Linked DNA regions of Sus scrofa: region 1 is linked to region 2. The links are chromatin contacts, called in public promoter capture Hi-C maps. All regions are on one chromosome and are shown on one strand. The core of a region is the stretch at or near the end of the contact, and the rest is flanking DNA. Distances in the headings are between cores, read along the strand shown. Region 1 holds the start of SYNGR1 (synaptogyrin 1). Region 2 overlaps MGAT3 (beta-1,4-mannosyl-glycoprotein 4-beta-N-acetylglucosaminyltransferase).

Region 1 (6,214 bases), core at 3,370-5,869, 120 kb before region 2:
CATCACTCTGTGAATCAAAATTTGGCACTGCCATCAGCCTCGACATGGATTAAATCAGGAGCCACTGCAGCTGCAGATGCACAGCCCCCCGCTGAGAGGGAACTCAGAGTGGAGATCAGGAGTGAGGCACTCTGTGCTTTGGGAAAACTGGAAGAACAGGGCTTCAGTTTTTTTTTTTTTTTAGAGCCACACCCACTGCTTATGGAAGTTTCCAGGCTAGGGGTGGAATCAGAGCTATAGCTGCTGGCCTACACCACAGCCAGGGCAACAAGGGATCCAAGTTGTGGTGTAGGTTGCAGACACCGCTCGGATCCTGTGTTGCTTGACTATGGTGTAGACCGGTGGCTGCAGCTCTGATTCACCCCCTAGTCTGGGAACTTCCATATGCCGTGGGTTCAGTCCTAAAAAGACAAAAATAAAAAAGATAAAAACCACTCCAGAATTTGGTGGCTTGAAACAACACGCATTTTTTTTAGGCGTCATGATGTTGTACCTTGCGGCTGAGCTGAGTGATTCTTCTATTCCATGTGGCATCACCTGAAGTCATTCATATTCAGCTGGTACAGGGCAGCGGTGGTGATGGCCAGAAGGCTGGGCTCAGCTGGAATTCTTGACCTGAGTGTGGATGTGACATCTTAGTGGTGTCAACACAGTCAGACTTCTTACATGACAGCTGGGGACTGAGTGTTCCAGGACGTGGAATGTGAAAGTTGATACATTTTCTTTAAGTTCTGGGCCAGGAAAATGGCACCATGTCATCCATTGACCAACAAATCACAAGCCCGCCCATATTCAAGGCCAGGAGACACAGACTCCGCCTCTCTGTGGGCAAAGCATCAAAGAATTTAAGGCCATATTTCACTCCCCACCCTTGTTGAGTTTTATGCCTGGAATAAGAGCTCCCTTAGGGCAGAGACCATGTGCTATGTGACTGCTGGATCCCAGGGGTCTTCGCGACCTGGCACACAGGATGTTACGTATATGTGTCGAACAAGAGACCAGATGAATGCTCGATCTGCTTGCACGGCTTGCATCCCTCCCTGGGGAAAAGAATGGAATTGCTGTATCACATGGCACATCTCTATTCAACTGAAATGCAGTGCCAAACAGCTCTCCAGAAAGGTACCTCTGGCAAATTTTTAACGTTATAATTATGCTCTGGCTCATTCACTCACATACAATGAAGGCACCCCCCGCCCCTGCCCAGGCAACTCCACCCTCAGAGAAAACAAGACTGAACACCTTCAATACCAAAGTGGCCTCAAGGGGGCAGAAGAGAAGGCTGCGCTTGGGCTGGGAACTCAGCAGCCTGGCATGATCCTGGCAAAAGCTTGACCTGCAAAGGACAGCCAGCCATCTTCCCCCTTTGGCCTTGCGGCTAATGCAGAACATATAGATACGGACAGTAGAAGAGGAGGCTGTTTCTGTGTCGGGTAATGACAGCTAGAAAGTAGAGAGAGGTTCATGGGCGAGTCTGAGAAGGTCCCCACCATTAATAGCGCTGTGATTCTGTTTCTGTTTCTTTTTTTTTTTTTTTTTTTTTTTTTTTTGGTCTTTCTGACTTTTCTAGGGCCGCTTCTGCGGCATATGGAGGTTCCCAGGCTAGGGGTCGAATCGGAGCCGTAGCTGCCAACCTATGCCAGAGGCGCAGCAAGGCCAGATCCGAGCTGCGTCTGCGACCCGCGCCACAGCTCACAGCAACGCAGGATCCTTAACGCACTGAGCGAGACCAGGGATCGAACCCGCAACCTCATGGTTTCTAGTCGGATTCGTTAACCACTGCACCACGACGGGAACTCCGAATAGTGCTGTGTTTCTAAGAAGATGCCTACATACCTTGTTGTAAACGCCAACCTTGAAGACCAGTGGGGCTGGAGGGCCAATAACGTTTGCCGAGGTCATTCTTTGTATCAGGCCCCATTCTAAGTACATTTTGTGCAGTCTCGCATTTAATCCTGACAATTATCCCGATAGGTAAGTACTGCACTTATTTCCATTTTTCAGATGGGGAAATAAGCACAGAGAGGTGAAGCCATCTGCCCAAGGTCACACAGTGAATGGAGAGTGAGGGGAGCCAGAACTTCCACCCAAGAATCTGATGCACAGGTTCCTAGACTCTACTCTTTCTGGGATTTAATTCAGTAATGTGACCAAACCTTAGGGCTGGAAGGTCTAAGGGACCATCTCTAAATTCTTCGCCCTTAGGGCCCTATGCCTAACACAAAGCCTAATGCAAGATGGGCTTCAAATAAATATTTACTGACTGAATAAATGATGGAACATGACTCACTGATCTGAATTTTACTCACTGATTTAGCCTATCATCCTCGTACACATTTTTCTCCATTAAAAAAGAAAAAAATTAGGGAGTTCCTGTTGTGGCTCAGAGGTAACGAACCTAACTAGGATCCATGAGGGCACAGGGTCAATCCCTGGCTTTGCTCGGGAGGTTAAGGATCTGGTGTTGCCAGGAGCTTTGGTGTGCCAGACACAGCTTGGCTCCTGAGTTGCCGTGGCCTAGGCTGGCAGCTACAGCTCCAATTCAATCCTGGCAGCTTCCACATGCTGTGAGTTCGGCCCTAACCCACAAACCACCCACCACCCCCAAAAAATTAGATATAGGCATTCCCCTGTGGCACAGCAGATTAAGGATTGGACATTGTTCCTGCAGCGGGTTGGGTCACTGCTGTAGCTCAGGTTTAGTCCCTGGCCCCGGGAACTTCCACATGTGTGGGTGTACAATCACTAGGAAAATAACTTAGCAAGTTTTCATGGGCCAAAAAAAGTAGATATAACTTCAATACAATGAAAGTCACTCTTTTTCTGGACATTGTTGCAGGTATTAGCAAATCTACATTGTCACTGTGTAACCATCACCACAAACAAGATAAAGAATTATTCCATCATACCCCCCAAATTTTCCCATGCTTCTTTTTTTTTTTTTTTTCTTTGTCTTTTAGGACCACACCTGTGGGTCAAATGGGAGCTGCAGCTGCCAGCCTATGCCACAGCTCCCGGGAACATCGGATGCTTAACCCACTGAGCGATGCCAGGGATCGAACCTGCCACTTCATGGTTCCTAGTCAGGCTCAGGAACCCTGATGTTGCACATCTTTTCATGTACTTAGTTCCCACCTGTATATCTTCTTTGGCGAAGTGTGCTTGTTCAAATCTTTTGCCCATTAAAAAAAAAAAATGTGGGAGTTCCCTTCGTGGCGCAGTTGTTAACGAATCCGACTAGGAATCATGAGGTTGCGGGTTCGATGTCTGGCCTTGCTCAATGGGTTAAGGTTCCATTGTTGCCATGAGCTCTGGTGTAGGTCGCAGACCCAGCTGGGATCCTGCGTTGCTGTGGCTGTGGCGTATGGTAGGTTCCCTATTGGGAACCTCCAATATGCCTCAGGTGCAGCCCTGAAAAAAAAATTTAAAAAAAAAAAGGGGTGTCCTCACACCCACTCATTAAGGACCTGGTGATCTAGTGTCCTGTCATGATGACAGAATGCCGGATGCTCTGTCATCACCAGGGCTGCAAAGGCCTCTAGAGATACCGTTGTTCAACCCTCCTGGAACCAGTGGAGACACAGAGAGAGGCCCCGAGAACTCCAGGTCATCGTAAGAGCCAGACCTGGAAGGTGTTAGTCCCACTGTGGCGAACACTCCTCCAGCCAGCCTCAGTTTCCACAAAACCTGGAGCTCTTAGGCCAAGCTTTGAGGGGGTGATGGGGGTGATGGGGACGAGGATTTGTTATTGAGCACCTGCTGCGTGCCCGGCCCTCGGCTACTGCAGTGAACAAGGTAGATAACATCCAAAGACTAGCAGACAAAGATAATGAACAAATAATGCCATAATTACTGGATTAAGGAAAAGGGTGTTGTGCTGGGGGTTGGGGGAGGGGAGGGGAGGGGAGGGGGAGGGAATGGCGGTGGGAGGGGACGGGGATGGGGGTGGTCTCTTGAAGAATTTATTGCCCTTCCTCGGCCTCAGCCTCTCCCAGGTGTCTCGGGCCCTGCGGGCTGGAGGTGGGGGTGAGCAGATGCGGGGACCACATGACGTCAGTGTGAAAGCCAGGTGGAAAGGTCCTGGGGGCGGGGGGAGCTGCGCTTTAGAAGGCTCTGAGAAGAGGGTTATTCCTTCGTGGTTCATTCATTCCAGAAATCTTCCTGCGGCCTCTGCTGTGTGCCAAGCACCCCGTGAGGAGGATGATAAACTCGCCCCCCCCACCCCGCTCCCTATAATTGGGGACAGACAGAGCAACAGGAAACAAGGCACGGGTAGACTGGCCGCCCCCGGACCGTGGACACGTCCTGCATTGGCTGCACATAGCCCTCTGCACACACCTCGGCCCCCCTCGCCCCCGCCGCCCCCACTTAGCAAAGAGGTCACCGCGCAAGAAACAAGAGCGCCCTGGACCGGGTCCGCAGCAACCGCGCCCCCGCGATCGAGGGCGCGCGCGGCCCCCGCCCCTCCCCCCGTCCGCGCCGCGCCGCGCCGGCCACGCGCCCTCCGCGCACGACGCCCCCTCGTGGAGCCCTCGGCCGCGCCAGTCGCCCAGCAGGGGACGCGGTGGGGGGGGGCCGCGCACGCGCACCGGTCGGCGGCGCGCGCCGAGCGGGGGGCACCGCGCGGGTGCAGCCACGATGGAAGGGGGTGCTTACGGAGCGGGCAAAGCCGGGGGCGCCTTCGACCCCTACACCCTGGTCCGGCAGCCGCACACCATCCTGCGCGTCGTGTCCTGGGTAAGGACGGCTGGGCGGCCCGGCCAGGCCGGGGGTGGGGCGGGGTGCGGGCGCTGGGAAGGGCGGCGCGCCCGGACAGACCCCGACCCCACCGACTGCGGGACAGGGGCGCGGCCGCGGGCAGGGAGCCGTCGCGCCGGGGTACTGGCGCCCACTCCTATCTCCTTTCCGGGCCCGCGCGGGGGTCCAGGCACTCGCCGGGGGTGCCCGCTCCTGCTCCCCGAGCCCTGTCTTCCCTGTGTCCCCCCATCGTGCGCGCCCCCCAGCGCCGTGACCTCCAGGCCGCGACCAGGCACCTCGCGGCTCTGGTTGCTCTGGTAGCGCGCGGCCGCCCGGGCGGACCGGCGACAGTGGGGACGAAACCCTGGTCTCGGGTGGCATTTTTCGGGGGGTGGATCAGGGCGTGATCGTCTCTCGGGGGGTACACGCGTGCTTGCCAGGGGCGTTCAGGGAGGAGAGGGCAGGAAACCGGGTTTTCGTGGCTTAGCCAGGACCGTGTGGGGCGATGCGGCGGCAGCTGGATACCTGGCTTCTGCCCGGGAACTGCCTCTCCGCAGCGTGACCTTGGGCTGGAAACCACCCGAGAAATGTTCACGGGAAACGAGGAGTTAAATTGCGAGGTGGGCAGCGCGTCATCTCCTTTCGCTTGCCTCAGTTTCCCGAGCTGTAGAGCGGTGGGAGGAGCCTCCTTGGGACCTCCTTGGGCTCTGCTATTTTGGGAATCCGTGTCAAAATCTAGATGCCAGAGGAGGGAGGGGCCCAGGAGAAGGGTCCCCTGCCCACAGTGCGGAGCTGAGGGGTCGGTTCAGGCAGAATTGCCCCCAACCCCCCCAGTACTGAGTAGGATCCCTGTTCAAACCTGGGGTTGGGAGAGGAGGCGCGAGCAGTCAGCACAGGGGGTGAGGGGTTTCACAGGGCCTGGGCTGCACCCCAGGGGAAGGAGGCTGGCTGCTGCCTGGGGAGGGGTACCTGGGGCTCCCTAGGCTGGCTGGCCATTGCCCAGACACCCTCAATAGAGGGTCTTGCCCCTACAGGCCTGGGTCCTGGATAAGGGACACTGGGCAGGGGTACCATCGGCCACCCCAGGAGGCTATGCGTGAAGCCAGCTGTGTTTGGTGGGGTGCTGAAGCTCCCTCACTTCCTGGGTTTCCAGGCCCGTATTAGGGTGTGATGGGTGGGACAGCTTGGATGTTTATCTCCCACCTCCCCGAGGAAGAGGGGAGCTACCTTCCCTTTATGTGCCACAGGGAGTGTGGCCCCATTGAAATCCTTTCCTCCAAGTGCCCACCAGGTAGGGAGCCCTTCGAGGGCTTCAGGGAAGCCCTGTTCTTTAGTCTTTGGGTCCCCAGGGCTGGCACAGGGCCTGGCACCTTGGGTACATCCGGGAGGGTTTGTAGCGCTCAATTCATTCATCTTTGGTGTCTCTAGCTCCCCAGAGACCCTGGCAGGTTCTTGGCAAAGGTAGAGCTACCTGCCT
Region 2 (6,379 bases), core at 1,154-3,653:
GGAGACGGGCTCCGAGTGAGGAGCGCTGGGAACGGGACGGGGTGGGGGCTGTGGAATGGTCTCCCCAATGAGGTGTTCTCTTTTGAAGTGCGCCGGGCAGTGCTTAGAGAGAGGACCCTGTAGAATCAGAGCTGCCTCCCGCTCCAGCTCTGCCATGTAGCATCTCCACAGCAGCTGCGCTGGGTGGCCTCCCCCACCCCCGGCAAGGGCTGTCCATCCTTCAGGTCCGGGGGCCATCCACTCCCCCGCTCACAGCTGGATCATGGGCAGATGCAGCAGAATCAGCTTCCTGCACCATTTCCTCTTGTCTAGACCGTACAGCGGGCTCCTCGCTGCTCTCCCTGCCCTGCCTTTGAGGTGACCGTCTGCTCCCCGCAGAGCAGCCCAAGTGAGCTTGTTCCGCCCTAGTCTCTGCTCAGAATCCTCCTGTGAAAGCCACACTTCCAGCATCGGCCCCAGGCCCTGTGCGATCTTGCCCATCCGCCTCCCTCCCCTCTGCCCTCCTGTGGTTTCTCCTGGGCGCTGGCTGTTCTGCCCGGAACCTGCTGCCCCCGCAGCCCCACCTCTCAGCGAGGCCTGCCCTGGCCCCTCCCATCACTGATGACCACGCCCTCCTGTCCTTTACCGTTGCTCTTGCTCCAGGGCGGGACTTTTCTGATGTGCCCTGTGATTGGACTCATTTTGGTTGCCATGGTCCCTTGCCCGGCTCCCCCCGCACCTGCTCCTCAGGGTGGGGTTTGGGGGCTGGGGATGGATGGGGGTTCTGGTAGGCCTTGTCTCCTGTGCTCCCAGGGCCAGAGCAGTGCCTGGCACCCAGCAGGCTCTTGATAAGCGGTTGCTGAGTGAATGGAGGAGATGGGCCAGGTGACACCCTGCGAGGGGTTGTGTGGGTTGGGTGCAGTGGTGGCTGTTCCATCCCCTGGCTTGTCTTCCCTGGTCACCGGGAGATGCTCAGTGGGGCCCTTATCACCCCGCTTGGGTTGAACCTGACATATGGAGGGCCCCGGGGCAGCTTTGCCACTGAATGATCTGTTGGTCCCACCGAATGGAGTCTGACCCTTACTAATTGTGTGTCACTGAGCAAGTCATATCATCTGTCTGGCCTCAGTCTCCTCATCTGTAAAAGGGGAATGACAGTGGTACCTGCTTCGTGTGGGGAGGATTCAGTGAGAACAGGCTCTAACGAGCTCAGGACAGCAGCTGGCCTCTGCGTGTCAGCCATCATCACCTGTGGTTACCCCTGATGGTTCTGATGAAGTTTTATCACAGAAGTAGAAATGCTGGAGCTGGGACCTAATTGGGTTCCACGGCTTTAGTCCCCAGCTGGGACAGCTGCCCAGGGAGGGCTACGGTCCCAGCTGCAAGGAGGAGAGGTTGGCTTGGGAATGGAACTTAGGTTCGAGTTCTGACTCAGTCACCTTCTTATGTCCTTTGGGGAAAGGACATCGCCATCATTCTGCATCTCAAATTCCCTGTCTGTCAAAATGGGGCGGACAGCATCCTCAGGCTCCCCCCCTCCCGGGGGGGGTGAGACTCAGATGAGACCCCGAGTGCCAGTGCTTATTTATTTATTCACTTTATTTATATACCAGGCAGTCTTTAAACGTGTGTCTGATGACACAACATCGTAAATCAGCTATACTTTTATTTTATTTATTTATTTATTTGTTTTTGGTCTTTTGAGGGCCACACTGTGGCATATAGAGGTTCCCAGGCTAGGGGTCAAATCGGGAGCTGTAGCTGCTGGCCTGCACCACAGCCATAGCAAGGCCAGATCCGAGCCGTGTCTGTGACCTACACCGCAGCTCGTGGCAACGCCAGATCCTTAACCCACTGAGCGAGCAGGGATCAAACCTGCAACCTCATGGTTCCTAGTCGGAGTCGTTTCTGCTGCGCCCTGACGGAACTCCTATACTTTAATTTTAAAAAGTTTTTAGGGGTTCCCGTCATGGCTCAGTGGAAACAAATCTGACTAGTATCCATGAGGATGCAGGTTTGATCCCTGGCCTTGTTCATTGGGTCAGTGAGCTGTGGTGTAGGTTGCAGATGCAGCTGAGATATGATGTGGCTGTGGCGGTGGTGTAGGCCAGCAGCTGCAGCTCCCGATTTGACCCCTAGCCTGGGAACCTCCATATGCCAAGGGTGTAGACCTAAAAAGACCAAAAAAAATGTTTTTTAAACGTAATTGAAGGACTTAACAAAAATACTTGAAGTTAAGATAAAAAGGAATCAGGGCAAGAAGAGGAAGAGTTGAAAAAACAGGCAGCGGTAAGAGAAGGTGTCCCGGAAAACTTGGCCTGAGAGGCGCTGACTTGTCTTTGAGTCTCCTGGCAGCCGGAGTGGTGAGAGAGACATGCCCGGCTCCGGGATTCCTGGCAGCAAGACTGTTGAGCCTTATCACATGGCCCCAGCAGTTAGGAGGGGGATCCCGGGCCCTGGTGAGTCTGCCTGTGAAGGGCACAGCTGGCCAGCTGTAACTAGATCCTGAAAACCAGCCTGGCCAGGGAGCCATGGGACCGCGGGGTCAGGGTGACCCCAGCAGGGCCAGAGGGGGCCCTTTGCTCTAAGCAGGGCGTATACTTGCCTCCCTGAGTGTCTCTCACCTTCCTAAGGCCTTCGTTCACTGCTGCCAGGGGATTCAGGCTGAGCAGCAGCTCCCACCCTGCCCGCCCACCTCACAGCCATTTCAGGCCAACAAGGGCTGGGACTGGGGGTCCCACAGAGACAGGCCCCAAGTGGGGAAAACAGTCTGCCTTGCAAGGTCTCGAAAGCCCGCCGGGGGGCCCCTCTGGAGGCTTCTGCAGTTGGCCGTGTTGCCTTGTGCCTGCTCCTTGCTGCAGCAAGAGCTCTTATCTGCCTGCCTCTGTTGAGCCGCAGCCCATTGGTTGCCCCTCCACTCACCCTGCTGGCCTGGCCCGCCCAGTCTCACTTTGCCAGAGCGGGGCTGGAATCCACTCTCGGGCAAGGAGACTGGCAGACCCCTTCCGAGTGTTGCCAAGGAGCAGCCCTCCCTCCAGCCTTCCCCAAAGCCAATGGCGATAAGTCACACCTGCCCCAGGGCAGCTGACATTTAGCAGAGGTCAGGCCCACCCTCGATTGTCCTGCCTCCTACAGTCAGCTGTGCCAGCCACCTGCTGGCAGGCTCTGGGGGGTCAGCAGTTAAACTGGAGGAGATGGGAGGTCTGGGACCTGACAGCACAAGTCCTACCTAGCCTGGAGACTGGCACTGCGACTGCCCCTCACTAGCCTGCTCAGGACGCCTACCGAGGTGAGGCCGGGACGGGCGGGCCTCCTCTACAGAATCAAAGGGTTGGAGGAGAGGATCTTTCAGGTTTGTTGTACGGAGTTCCCCGGTGGTCACTGCTGTGGCTCAGGTCTCTGCCGTGTGCAGTTTCGATCCCCGGCTTGGGAACTTCTGTCTGCCATGGGTGCAGCTGAACAAACCCGTTGGGTCTAGCTCAAACATTTCATGATGTTGTAGCTTATGACCATGTGGCTTGGAGAAAAGTTATGTTGGAGTCTTCCAGCCTCAAGCTCTAAAAGTTCACCCCAGCATCTCTACCCGTTTCACAGATCCCGGTCTCAGCCCCTCCTGTGACTTGGTAGGTCGCCCCAACCAAGTCACTGGTCCCACTCCGCCAAATGGGGATAACCTTGTGGCCGGCCCGCCTACCTTCCTGGACTGTGTGGTTAGAGCTGAAAGTACTCTCTTGCTGCACAGGTTCATTCATGAGATAAAGGCACATGCTAAGAAAATGGTGGCATTCAGTTCAGGTAATGTCCCCGTTTCAGTTTCCTAGCCAGGGCCTGTATGGTGATGTAGGGTGTGAATATTGGGGGAGCCTGGTCGAGGGGTGTTAAGGAACCCTCTGTACTATGTCTGCAACTTCTGATAAGCTACGAGTATTCTAAAATAGGAAGTTTATTTAAATTGCAAAAACCAGGAGTTCCTGCCATGGAGCAGTGGGTTGAGAATCTGACTGGTAGGGGCTGGGGTCACCACGGAAGTGCAGGTTCCATCCCCAGCCCGGCTCAGTGGGTTTGAGGATCTGGGGTTGCTGCAGCTGTGGCGTAGGTGGCAGCTGGGACTCACATTCAGTCCCTGGCCTGGGGACTTCTATATGCTGCCAGCACGGCCACACAAAATTTTTTTTAATTGTAAAAAATAATATGCAAGGCTTCCGTTCCACAGCCACAACCTAACTGATCAGTCCGACTGTGTAAACGAACAGAGGATGTTTATATCACGACCCCTCATGAACACGGAATGATTCATTCCAAATGATCATGGAATGTTATGTGAGGGTTTTTTTGTTTTTGGGGTTTTTTAGGACTGTACTGCATTTGGAGCATATGGACGTTCCCAGGCTACGGGTCAAACTGGAGCTGCAGCTGCCAGCCTATGCCACAGCCGCAGCAATGCCAGATCTGAGCCAAGTTGGTGACCTAAACTGCAGCTTGCAGCAACGCCACATCCTTAACCACTGAACGAGACCAGGGCTCAAACCCACATCCTCATGGATACTAGTTGGGTTTTTACCTGCTGACCCACAACGGGAACTCGGTTATGTGAGATTTTAAAGGAAATTGTAGGTTTGATTCTACTGATATGAAAATCTCTTTAATCTATTGGGGGTTTTTTTTGTTTGCTTTTGTTCATTTGGGGGTTTTTTGGCCACACCTGTGACATTCGGAAGTTCCCAGGCCAGGGATGGAAACTGTGCCACAGCAGTGACCCAAGCCACAGCAGTGACAATGCCAGACCTTAACCTGTTAGGCCACCAGGGAACTCTGGCTTTAATCTAGTGTGTGTTTGTGTTTTAATCTACTGTTGACGGGGGAAAAAAACCACTTGACTGGGCGTAGTGTCCAATATGATATTTATGTAGAACTGAGAAGAGAAAAGTTGCATTTAAAACCAGTGCTATCCCGTCGCAGTGTAACGATCGACTAGACCATGAGGTTGCAGTTCGTCCTGCCTTCATTACTCCCTGGCATGGGAGTATGAAGCGGGATACGTTTTACTTAATTTTGTTCCTTTAGGGGATAGAATAAAACAAACAAAGTGTTCCCTTGAGGAGTTCCCTTGTGGCACACTGGGTTAAGTATAAGGTGTTGTCACTACTGTAACTCGAGTTTGATCCCTGGCCCAGGAACTTCCACGTGTCATGAGTGCGGCCAAGAAAAAAAAAAAAAAAGTGTTCCCTTGAGACCTGTTAATTTTGCCAGTGAAAAAAGTTTGTCGGAGTTCCCATCATGGCTGTGGTGCAGTGGAAACAAATCCGACTAGGAACCATGACGTTGCAGGTTCGATCCCTGGCCTCGCTCAGTTGGTTAAGGATCCGGCGTCAATATAGCCACACACACACACACACAAAAAGATAAGAGACACGATTTTTTAAAAAGATAAAGAGATCAGGATAGATGGACAGACAGAATGAGAAAGCACTCCTGGTGGTGCTGGGAAGGGCCCCCAGTCAGCAGCCTGCAGCCCACTGTCCCTCTCCCTTGGGGCCTGGAAGCCCAGGGGGCAGGTTTTGCACTGCGGGGTTGAGCGTTTCCCAGGATGCATTTTGTTCCTGGAGTAAAGCCTAGCAATGCAGCTGGTCCAGGCAGGGAGGGGCGGGCCAGATGGAGGGCAGCGTGGACAAGGGTGGGGGGTGCTGTGTGCTGACCTGGTGCTCTCCCAGGGGAGGACTTGTGGGAGCAGGGGGCGTCCTCAGCTGCCAGGGGTTTCCTTGGTGCGGGGTTTCCAGGGGTATTTGGCACAGTGAGTTGGGCTCAGACCCGGCTCCTGGAGAAGTCCCCTGGAGGTGACTTCATGCAGGGGCGCCAGGTTCGGGCCAGGACATTCACAAACACGGTGGCAGCAAAGGCCTCTCCATTCCCTTCCTTAGGAGAAAAGCCTCGGGCTCCGCTCGCCCAGGTCTGCGGACCCGCAGGCTTCCAGAGCCTTGACCAGTTGCTCTCTCCCTCTTTGCTGCAGGATGAAGATGAGACGCTACAAGCTCTTTCTCATGTTCTGCATGGCCGGCCTGTGCCTCATCTCCTTCCTGCACTTCTTTAAAACCCTGTCCTATGTCACCTTCCCCAGGGAACTGGCCTCCCTCAGCCCTAACCTCGTGTCCAGCTTCTTCTGGAACAATGCCCCGGTTACACCCCAGGCCAGCCCCGAGCCAGGTAGCCCAGACCTGCTGCGAACCCCTCTCTATTCCCACTCGCCCCTGCTCCAGCCGCTGTCCCCGAGCAAGGCCACGGAGGAACTCCACCGTATGGACTTTGCGATGCCGGAGGACACCGCGGAGTATTTCGTGCGCACCAAAGCGGGGGGCGTCTGCTTCAAGCCAGGTACCAAGACGCTGGAGAAGCCCCCATCCGG

The links. Promoter capture Hi-C pulls out the DNA fragments that hold promoters and counts their contacts.
Region 1: a promoter capture Hi-C map of fetal liver shows a contact between it and region 2, with 2.6 times the contacts expected there. The contact joins the promoter of SYNGR1 here to the enhancer-like site in region 2. A contact is called at or near these places in 3 of 5 promoter capture datasets (fetal liver and liver), 19 of 47 Hi-C or Micro-C datasets (adipose tissue, alveolar macrophages, blood and 11 more) and 1 of 2 datasets of contacts at active chromatin or transcription factors (skeletal muscle).

Annotation. Positions count from the first base shown.
Region 1 is chr5:8,900,595-8,906,808 of Sscrofa11.1, reverse strand. SYNGR1 (synaptogyrin 1) reads left to right here and starts at 4,619. Exons shown (of 4, transcript NM_001244066.1): 1 at 4,619-4,737. The coding sequence starts at 4,639.
Region 2 is chr5:8,781,830-8,788,208 of Sscrofa11.1, reverse strand. MGAT3 (beta-1,4-mannosyl-glycoprotein 4-beta-N-acetylglucosaminyltransferase) reads left to right here. Exons shown (of 2, transcript XM_021091473.1): 2 at 5,987-6,379. The coding sequence starts at 5,988. Among named protein-coding and RNA genes, the nearest start is that of MGAT3, 22 kb to the left of the region's middle. Within about 2 kb of position 2,403, at least 4 of the 83 cell types and tissues checked have an H3K27ac peak or open chromatin away from gene starts, as enhancers often do. A contact at or near this core is called in fetal liver, where this site is marked.